Regions from separate parts of the Mus musculus genome. Here all the other regions are linked to region 3. A link is a contact called in public HiChIP or PLAC-seq and promoter capture Hi-C data. All regions are on one chromosome and are shown on one strand. The core of a region is the stretch at or near the end of the contact, and the rest is flanking DNA. Distances in the headings are between cores, read along the strand shown. Region 1 holds the start of Rbm24 (RNA binding motif protein 24). Region 2 has its middle 93 kb from the start of Stmnd1. Region 3 holds the start of Gmpr (guanosine monophosphate reductase).

What was found. Promoter capture Hi-C pulls out the DNA fragments that hold promoters and counts their contacts. HiChIP or PLAC-seq counts read pairs in DNA pulled down with a chosen protein or histone mark.
Region 1: a promoter capture Hi-C map of second pharyngeal arch cranial neural crest shows a contact between it and region 3. The contact joins the promoter of Rbm24 here to the promoter of Gmpr in region 3. A contact is called at or near these places in 3 of 39 promoter capture datasets (cranial neural crest, liver and second pharyngeal arch cranial neural crest), 1 of 484 Hi-C or Micro-C datasets (embryonic stem cells) and 1 of 115 datasets of contacts at active chromatin or transcription factors (forebrain).
Region 2: an H3K4me3 HiChIP or PLAC-seq map of bone marrow-derived macrophages shows a contact between it and region 3, with 4 times the contacts expected there. The contact joins the enhancer-like site here to the promoter of Gmpr in region 3. A contact is called at or near these places in 3 of 39 promoter capture datasets (the 3T3-L1 cell line, hippocampal neurons and liver), 2 of 115 datasets of contacts at active chromatin or transcription factors (bone marrow-derived macrophages and embryonic basal ganglia) and 2 of 9 other capture datasets (adipose tissue and liver).

The regions. Positions count from the first base shown.
Region 1 is chr13:46,416,866-46,419,565 of GRCm38.p6, reverse strand. Rbm24 (RNA binding motif protein 24) reads right to left here and starts at 1,266. Exons shown (of 4, transcript NM_001081425.1): 1 at 368-1,266. The coding sequence starts at 535.
Region 2 is chr13:46,179,694-46,182,393 of GRCm38.p6, reverse strand. No RefSeq gene overlaps it. Among named protein-coding and RNA genes, the nearest start is that of Stmnd1, 93 kb to the left of the region's middle. Within about 2 kb of position 1,408, at least 78 of the 459 cell types and tissues checked have an H3K27ac peak or open chromatin away from gene starts, as enhancers often do. A contact at or near this core is called in adipose tissue, bone marrow-derived macrophages and hippocampal neurons, where this site is marked.
Region 3 is chr13:45,505,941-45,508,695 of GRCm38.p6, reverse strand. Gmpr (guanosine monophosphate reductase) reads right to left here and starts at 1,252. Exons shown (of 9, transcript NM_025508.5): 1 at 953-1,252. The coding sequence starts at 1,039.

The DNA of each region.
Region 1 (2,700 bases), core at 17-2,516, 910 kb before region 3:
TCACTTAACAACCAGCCTCCAACCTGGGAATCCACAGTGAGGGGCTCTGCTTCCTCCCTCCCAACTCTCCACATCTCCCATCTCTCCTTCCCAGGCTCTCGGGGCCACCGAAAGAGCATGGCCTCAGGTCCTCTCTGTACCCCACGAGGCAGCCACGGCCCTTCGTTTCTCCAAGCCCCATCGCACTTAAAGTTTCAGCTTAGCTCCGAGTGAACGGGCGTCCCGCGAGGTCCCACTGTGCCCCTTATCCTAATCTCTGCCTCCCCAGGGCCTGGGGCCACTTGCTCCCTGCTGGCCTGATCGCTTTGGCCAGGACCTCTCTTAGTTGCTCCCCACCCACCCTGAGTCCTTCTTCCACGTAACTTACAAATCCGTAGCCCCGGGACTTGCCGGTCTGCCGGTCTGTGATGACCACCGCTTCCTCGATGTCTCCGAAGACCTCAAAGTACTTGCGCAGGCTGGCGTCGGTGGTGTGGTAGGGCAGCCCTCCCACGAAGATCTTGGTGTACGTCGTGTCCTTCTGGGTGGTGTGCATCTTCGCGCCCGCCCCGCGGCTCGGGCTCCGGCTGCGGCTGCGGCTGCGCCTGGTCCTCGGGCTCCGCGTCTCCCGCAGCGCGCGGCGGCCGCCGGGGGCCGAGGGCGCGCGCGGGGGCGAGGGGGCGGCGTGGGCGCTGGGCGCGCGGCTTCCCAAGTGGCCCACTGTCCCCGACACTCGCCCAGGCGCTCTGCTCCAGTCCCCGCGTCCGGTCACTGTCCAGACCTTCCGGATCGTCCGGGTAACCAGCTCCGTAGCCGCGGACTGTGGGAGCCTTTTGCACTCACGCCGCGTGAAAGTAAAAATAAAATAAAAATATTTTTTTTCTTAAATGCAGAGAGGGTGGTGGTCTCCAAGTCCAGAAGAGGTAGATGGTTCTTTCTCAAAAAATCGAGTGGCTTAGTGGGATGGGGGTTGGCTCAGAGGCTACCGTGTCCCGGGGGCGCGGAGGTGGCAGCTGGGGGCGCGGTGCTGGGCCCGGCTCGGTCTGGGAACCGTCCCTTCTGCTTAGTAGCTGCCACACCAGTGCGGACGGAGGACCGCTCTCCAACCCTCTATTCCTTTTTCCCCAGCGGCCCTGGGGGTCGACGCCCGGCTGGGGAGGGGGCGGGCCGGACGCCTGCGATTGGCCGGGACAGCACCTGGGGCGCCCGGCGCCGCCGCCCCCCAGCTGTTGGGAACAGCTGCTTCTCTCCCCGCGCGCGGGCGCTGGGTCGCCTGGCTGGGGCTCTGGCGCTGTTGCTGGGGCAGAGTTGGAAACGGCTGGAGGCGGCCTGGCTCTGTTGTTGCCTGCTCCTACTGGTCAAAGTCGCAAAGACCCCTGGCGATTCCCGCAGGGACCCAGAGTGAGCTGATTGACGCTCCGAAGCAGACCACGCTAGCTTCTTGCTAGGCCTCGCTGGCACGACCAGTTGACTTGAGAGTCCCCCGGGGCCTGGGGTGGTTTGTACAGAGGCCAGTCCCCTCCCAAACACCTGGGACCAAGGAGATCTGTCTCTAGCGTCTGAACCGTGAGAAGAACTCTCAAGTTTTCTTAGCCCCCAAAAGCTGGTGCTGTGGGTAACCAAGAGGAAGAGCCCCAGGGATGTTATGTGGTGGGGTGAATAATAATAATAGCCCCTAGCATTTGGGAATGCTTGAGAAAAACTTTGGCTTTAATGGCTCACAGCTAGCAAAGGGTGTCTGTATTCATCTGGCCCTGCTGACTACTGCAGAGGACCATGAATTAGTACTGTACCTCCCACGATCATCAAATTTGTGCTTCCTGCCTAACTTAGTTATTCAGGAAGATGGGTACAATGTCTGTCTCAACACAAGTCGCTCCCACCTCCGCCTTTTTTTTTCCCCACTAAGCAAAGAATCTATTTCCTTCTATTTGAATTGCAGAACGGTTAGTGAATTGACCTCATTTATTTATCCGGATATAATTGTAAAAAGTATGATTTCTTTTAAAAGGGTGGGGGCTGTTACATAACGATGGATTTCTACCAGCAATTCTGGAAGCATAGATAGAATACACTAAACGTAGTATATGTTTATTAATTTAAGCCAGCTCGTTGGCAGTTCTTATGCTCAATAGGGCTTTAAATTAATGACGCTTTGAAATCAGCCCATCATATTTAAGGTTTAGATTAAAATACCCCTCCCCCTTATTTTGAGACAGGGTATTGTGTATCCCAGGCTGTCCTTGAACTTCCGGTGTATCATAAAGATTACTTTGAATTTGAACTTCTGATTCTTCTGTCTCAGAGTCCTGAATGCTGGGACTGCGGGCATGTGCCCCTTCTCTGGGTTTATGGGAAGCTTTGGGAAGGAGCACAGGGCTTCCTTCCTGCCAGGCAAGCACTCTGCCGACTGAGCTACATCCCCAGGCCCCCGATGAAAGTATTTAATGTAAGCAGAACATTTCACTCTCTGCCCTCACTGCACAAGCGGGTTTTGCTCCGAGAGGCCAGTGTAGTCCCAACACTAGTTGCCCCTGAGCTACATCTTTTATTTCCTTTTAAACAGGTCAGTGTATTAACCGATAGAGCCCCACAGACATACCCCAGTTACTTTCCAGGGCACCTTAGCTGTCAACCCCAGCCAATGAAGAATGTGGTGTGTGCAAAGGTGAATGAGAATTACTAGCAAATATTCTGGTAGGAAATCTTCAATTCATCTTG
Region 2 (2,700 bases), core at 159-2,658, 670 kb before region 3:
CTGGGCTGTCAACTCTCCTTTTCCCAATTCCCAGTTTTAGTTTTCCCTTTGCCTCGCTTACTGGGGAGTCAGGTCTTAATGCTGTTGGCTGCTTGTGCCTTTTCTCCTTGTGTACAGTCACAGGAGGAGGCCTGGCCTTCAGCTTGCTTACTCAAGAGGGGTGACTGAGGGCTCAGCAAGACAGACAAACAGACCCACTTGTCCTTCCATCAGTGTGTGGGTCCAATGACCCCAAATGTCCTCCTAAAGTTTGTGTTGAAACCTTAAGCCCCAACCCAGGGTATTTGCCCTGGTTACTACAACCTAGTTACTTTGCACGTGTTCCCTTGGAGGGGATAATGGGATCCTGGCCCTTTCTCCTCCATCTTTCCTTCTTCCTGCCATCAGGAGGCAAACAGACCTCTTCTCTCCACGCTTCTGCCATAATGCACCCTGTAAGCTTGAACTGGAGACTCGGAAACCAAGAGCCCCAACAAACCTTTCCTTCTTTTAAAGTTGATTATCTCAGGTATTTTGTTAGAACAACAGAAAGCCGACTAATAAGATCCGTGGCCCGCCCGCCGTTGTGTGTAAGAAGGACTTAAGTCACTGACAACTTGGGAATCCCCACTCCTGTTTCTTGTTCCCACGAGGAGGGCATGAAAACAGGCAAGGTAGCCACTACCTACATCTTCAGTAACTTTCTGAAGTGGGTCTCCCTTCCCCTCCATCTTACCTTCTAAAGCTAAAGCAGTATCCTACCTTCCGTCAAGAGCTCACAGGAGAAAACCTGAGGCAAATCCAGAGAACTGAGGTGGACATCAGACACAGAAGCACAGTGAGGACTATTTACAGACTGACAGGCCCCACCGGGAGGGAAGTGTAAACAGAGCTATTTGTTCAGCAAAGGAATTGTCTTTCCGCATTTCTATTTTCATTCGTCAATGCTCGAAAGAGCATCTTGTCAGTCCTGGTTTTCCTATCCTCCCACAAATTTGTGTTCTACAATGCCTCTGTTTCTCCAACCATTGATTTCCCTTTATAATCTGTCTCGGCTCTCTCTCCCTCTGCTGGGATATTTATGACCGAGTAGCTTGTATGCTGCTGGCCATGCATCAATTTACCTTTGAACACATTCTATTTCCTCCGCAGCTCTCTCCTCAATAGCTTTATCCTGCTTCACTTCCCCGGCATTTGCTCCATTCTTCCAAAATTAGCTCCACTAAAATGTAATGTCTCTAGTTTCCCCCTTCTGCTGTGGCTTCAATTCTCCCTGGTATAAACATAACTATTATTAGCCAATCTTTTTGCTGTGGCTAAGTCTGTGGCTAGACGCCACTACTTCCTCTAGCTATGCCCTTGGTCCGAAACCCTGGCAAATAATAGCAGATCTTGCTTGCCTTGTGCTAACGGATGGCATGAATAGCTGGCCTGTTTGATGGACGGTGGCTATTGTATAAGTTTTAACTGCTTGCGGAATGTCCTGGTTTGTCACAGAGCACAGGGCGTCCAGCTAACTCCTCCTTTTCCTGGCACTCTCAGCTCTGCTAAAGCTGCTATGACAGCACATCTTGCAGTTAAAACACAAATTCCCTTTGGGCCAGTAAAAATGAAGGCACGGAGGAAGTTCATGGGCTGGTGTTTATTTTGAGTCTTTTTTAATGTGCTACGTTTTGTGATGACTACGCATTCACGTGGACCCTGCACACGCCTCCTTTCAGCCCTTTCAGGATGCTCGCCTTGCAGATGCTCATGCTGTTCTCTGTCTCCACTGTCCTCAGGATGTTTTTGTATAGCATTGAATTGAGAGCATAATTTGATGGACAGGATGGAAAGACTGATGAAAAAAAATGTGTTGCTGTTTCTGCTTCCAACCTTCTGGAAGAGTGGAAAAACACTCACCTTCCTCAACATTCACTGTGCTACAGCTGCCAAATTACCTAAGAGGACCTAAGAGCCAGTTGGCTTCTAATGTGACAGCAAGCTTTTTTTTTTTTTTAAAGAAATTATGCATTGCACTGTCTGTTTCTGTCTAGAGCAAGTTCCGTGTAATAAGAATGGTAATTTACTTCTTCTTAGCCCCTATTCATTCAAGAACCTTGAAGTGCTTCCGACTTCTATCCCTTCTGTGGAAACACACAGCCAGGCAAGGATGGATCAGGTTAGAACATTTGTGTGGCCAGTTCTTGGTAGCCTGAGTCTCAACCAACAGGAAGGCTGGCCTTCTCTTGGCCAGAGCCTTCATCTTTTCCCACCACCTTCCCTCTGCACACTTGTTACCTCTGCCAAGCCACAGCTTTCCTGGTGAACTTTGAGGAGCTGCCTCATCCTCTCCAATGTACTCCCCAACTCTCCATGTTTCCCCCACCTGGCCCAGACTCTAAGAAAGACCTTGTTGGAATCCTTTGAAGTCTCCAAGGCATCAGAAGCCCCGCTGTTTCCCTGTTTCTATCCTGCCCTCACTGGTATGGATTTGAGTATGGGTAGTCAGGCAAGCGTGAAGATAAGAAGAAAGACAACAGCTATCCTATGGACCTTTCTTTTCTTATACATCAGTTCTGTAGCCCCACCTAATATTTATAGCTCTTAATAAGAACAATAGACAGGACAAACTGAGAAATACATTGATTCGTTCCTTCCCGCAGGTTTCCATTTGTGTGCAGGGCACAAATGTACACTCTGTACTGTTGGAGACACGTTGCCTGCCCTTGTAGAACTCAT
Region 3 (2,755 bases), core at 3-2,502:
AGGGGATTTATTTATGGTCTTGTTTGTTGAGCAAAAGGGATGGGGCGGGCAGGCAGGCTTAGCTTCCCCCAACCCCCGCCCCTGTCCTTTCAGGCTCTTCCTCCTGAACTCCCCCCAACAGAGCCAAGCCACGGTTCAGGAACAACTCCACCAGCGAGCTCCGCCTTTCTAGAAAACTATTTATCCTTCAAGGTCTGACCTCGGCCGTCTCCCGTCTCCACCTGTTCCCAGGCGCTCATCTTATCATGGTACAACTAACTTCCAAATGGCCCAAATGACCCTCACCCCAGCGCTGTCCGCTTGCATTACTCTGGGCTGGAACTGCAAGCTGTCCAGTACCGCAGAGTGCCACCAAAAAGCAGGTCCCCAGCTCAGCTCCTGCAAGACCATTTAAACTCAAGAAAAAAAAAAAGAAAGAAAGAAAGAAAGAAAAGAAAAGAGAAAAGAAAAGAAGTGCCTGCCGGGAGCGCCCGGCTTTTCCGCCCGGTTCGCAGACACAGGACCTGATGCTAAATCAGCAGAGGCAGGTCCCAGCGCCAGGAAACACTGTTCCAAATTCCAAGCTTGAATCTGCAGTTGTATTTCCCTTCCTTTCATCCTAGCCCCACTGTTTCCTCTCCTCCCCGGAGCGCCTCTCCTGAGACCATTCCTTTTAAAGTCACTGGACATTCGGTTGGTTGATCTTAGCTCCTCTGTGTCAGTGTGAACTTCCCCAAGCCCACCACCGGTAGGCAGACGCATTTATAATTCCAGGCCCGAACTAGCACCCCCTTGTCACTGGCCCTAACTAGAGACAATCCAGGTGTAAGAGAAAACCGACTGGCCTTCCCCCTTTCTCAGGTGGGGGAAAGGGTGTGACGCCCCTGCCTCGGGCACAATTAAGGCACCCTGTGCCTCCCTTTGCACCCACTTCCCCCTTGCCAACCCGAAGGCGGTATGCCAGCGGCCCCACCTCGGATCGGCTCTTGAGGCTGCTCCGCTTAGGTCGCAGCAGAACATCCTTGAAGTCGAGTTTAAGGTCCGCGTCTATGCGGGGCATGGTGCTAGCGGTGCGCGGTAGCTTCCTGCGGCGGAGGCGGTGCGAAGGCCGGCGTCAGCCGGGAGCTGCGGGGCGCGTGCGTACAGTGGCGCCCGGGTGGCTGTGCGCAGACTGGTGCTCCGCGAACCCGGTGCGCACGCCTTGTTCTTATGCCCGCGCACCCGGAGCCCCCAGCTCCGTTCCCCAACGCCAGGCGCCCCAAGGGAGCGCCCCGCCCCCGGCTTCCAGGTCCCGCCCACATCCCGGGTCTCTGAGCTGAGCCCCGCCCCGGGCCCAGTTCTCTCTGCCTAAGCGCCCCCTCCTTCTGCTTGAGTCTAGCAGTGAGCCTGGATTCTGCCATGCAGCACCCTAGAGAGCTCTGACCTGGGCTGAGCTGCGAAATGGGTGCGGATTAGACTTGCACAAAGTCTCCCATTCCCCGGGGTATACCCTGATCGTACTCATAGGGGTGACCAAAGGAGAAGGTTAGGAGACCAGAGAGTACGTTTTGTTTTGTTCCGTTTTGTTTAGGACCGGGTTTCACTATGTAGCTCTTGCTGTCTTGGAACTCACTATGTAGACCAGGCCTGCCTCAAACTCACAAGAGATCTGCCTGCCTCTGCCAAAGACATGAGCCACTAAGCCTGGCTGTAGAGTATGGCCTTCATATGTGTTCCAAAGTGAATTCCCAAACCCCCTCTAAGGAGGGAGAAGCAGAGAGCTCACTGACTTGGTCCAAAATGATAGTCAAATGCTTAGCTCCTGCTGAATGCTGGCAAGGTAGACAAAAAGATTGCTGGAGATCAGAGCTCACATGCAGGATTCTTTCGGAATACGTGAGAAAGGGCCACCTTCTTTGGCATATACCCATGATTACATATCACAGACCAAAGTCAACCTCCAGGCTCCTCTGGTAACACACATTTGTAAGAAATGTCAAGGCCCCTGTGATAGAGAGCCTTCTTGTTCTCACCTCCCCAACTCACCCTCCACTATGCTAGTTCCAAGGCTGTTCCAGCTGACCTGCTCTCCCACCTCCTCCTTGTAGAGGGTAGGAGTCTCTCATCATTTTTGCTATTCTTCTCCCCCCCCATTATTTTCTCTATCCTCCCCACAAAAAGCCTATCCACAACCAGTCTTCTTTTCCTCTCTGCTCTGGACTCCTCCAGGTGCCTCTGGCTGTTCTTTCTTTCTTATCTACAATAAAAAGTGTGGTGGTTTGAGCAGGAATGGCCCCTATGGGCTCCCATATTTGAATGCTTAGTAATCAACCTGTGAACAGTGAACCTTTTTGAAGAGATTAGAAGGATTAGGAGGTGTGGCCTTGTTGGAGGAAGTATGTCACTGGGGGGTGGGGGGTGGGCTTTGAGGCCCAGGGTCATTCCATCTGCTTGGCATGCTGTCTGGCATAATGGTAATGGACTAAGCCTCCAAAACTGTAATCGAGCTCCAAAGAAATACTTTCTTTTATAAGAGCTGCTTTGGTTGGTCCTTCACAGCCACAGAACGGTGACTAAGACAAAAACCTTCTCCAGAACTAATGAAAACTCACCATCCTGGAGCTTTCTTTACTGTGCCCTTACTTACAAAAGGCTAAAAGTTTTGGCTTCCCTAATTCCCCTCTCAGTGTGCCCACCAAGTGTTGAGACAGGCCTCCAGTGTGCTCAAGAAGAAACCATTGGGTGATTATCCAAAGAGGGGGTGGGTTTGAGACTGTGTCAGTCAGTGGCAATGAGC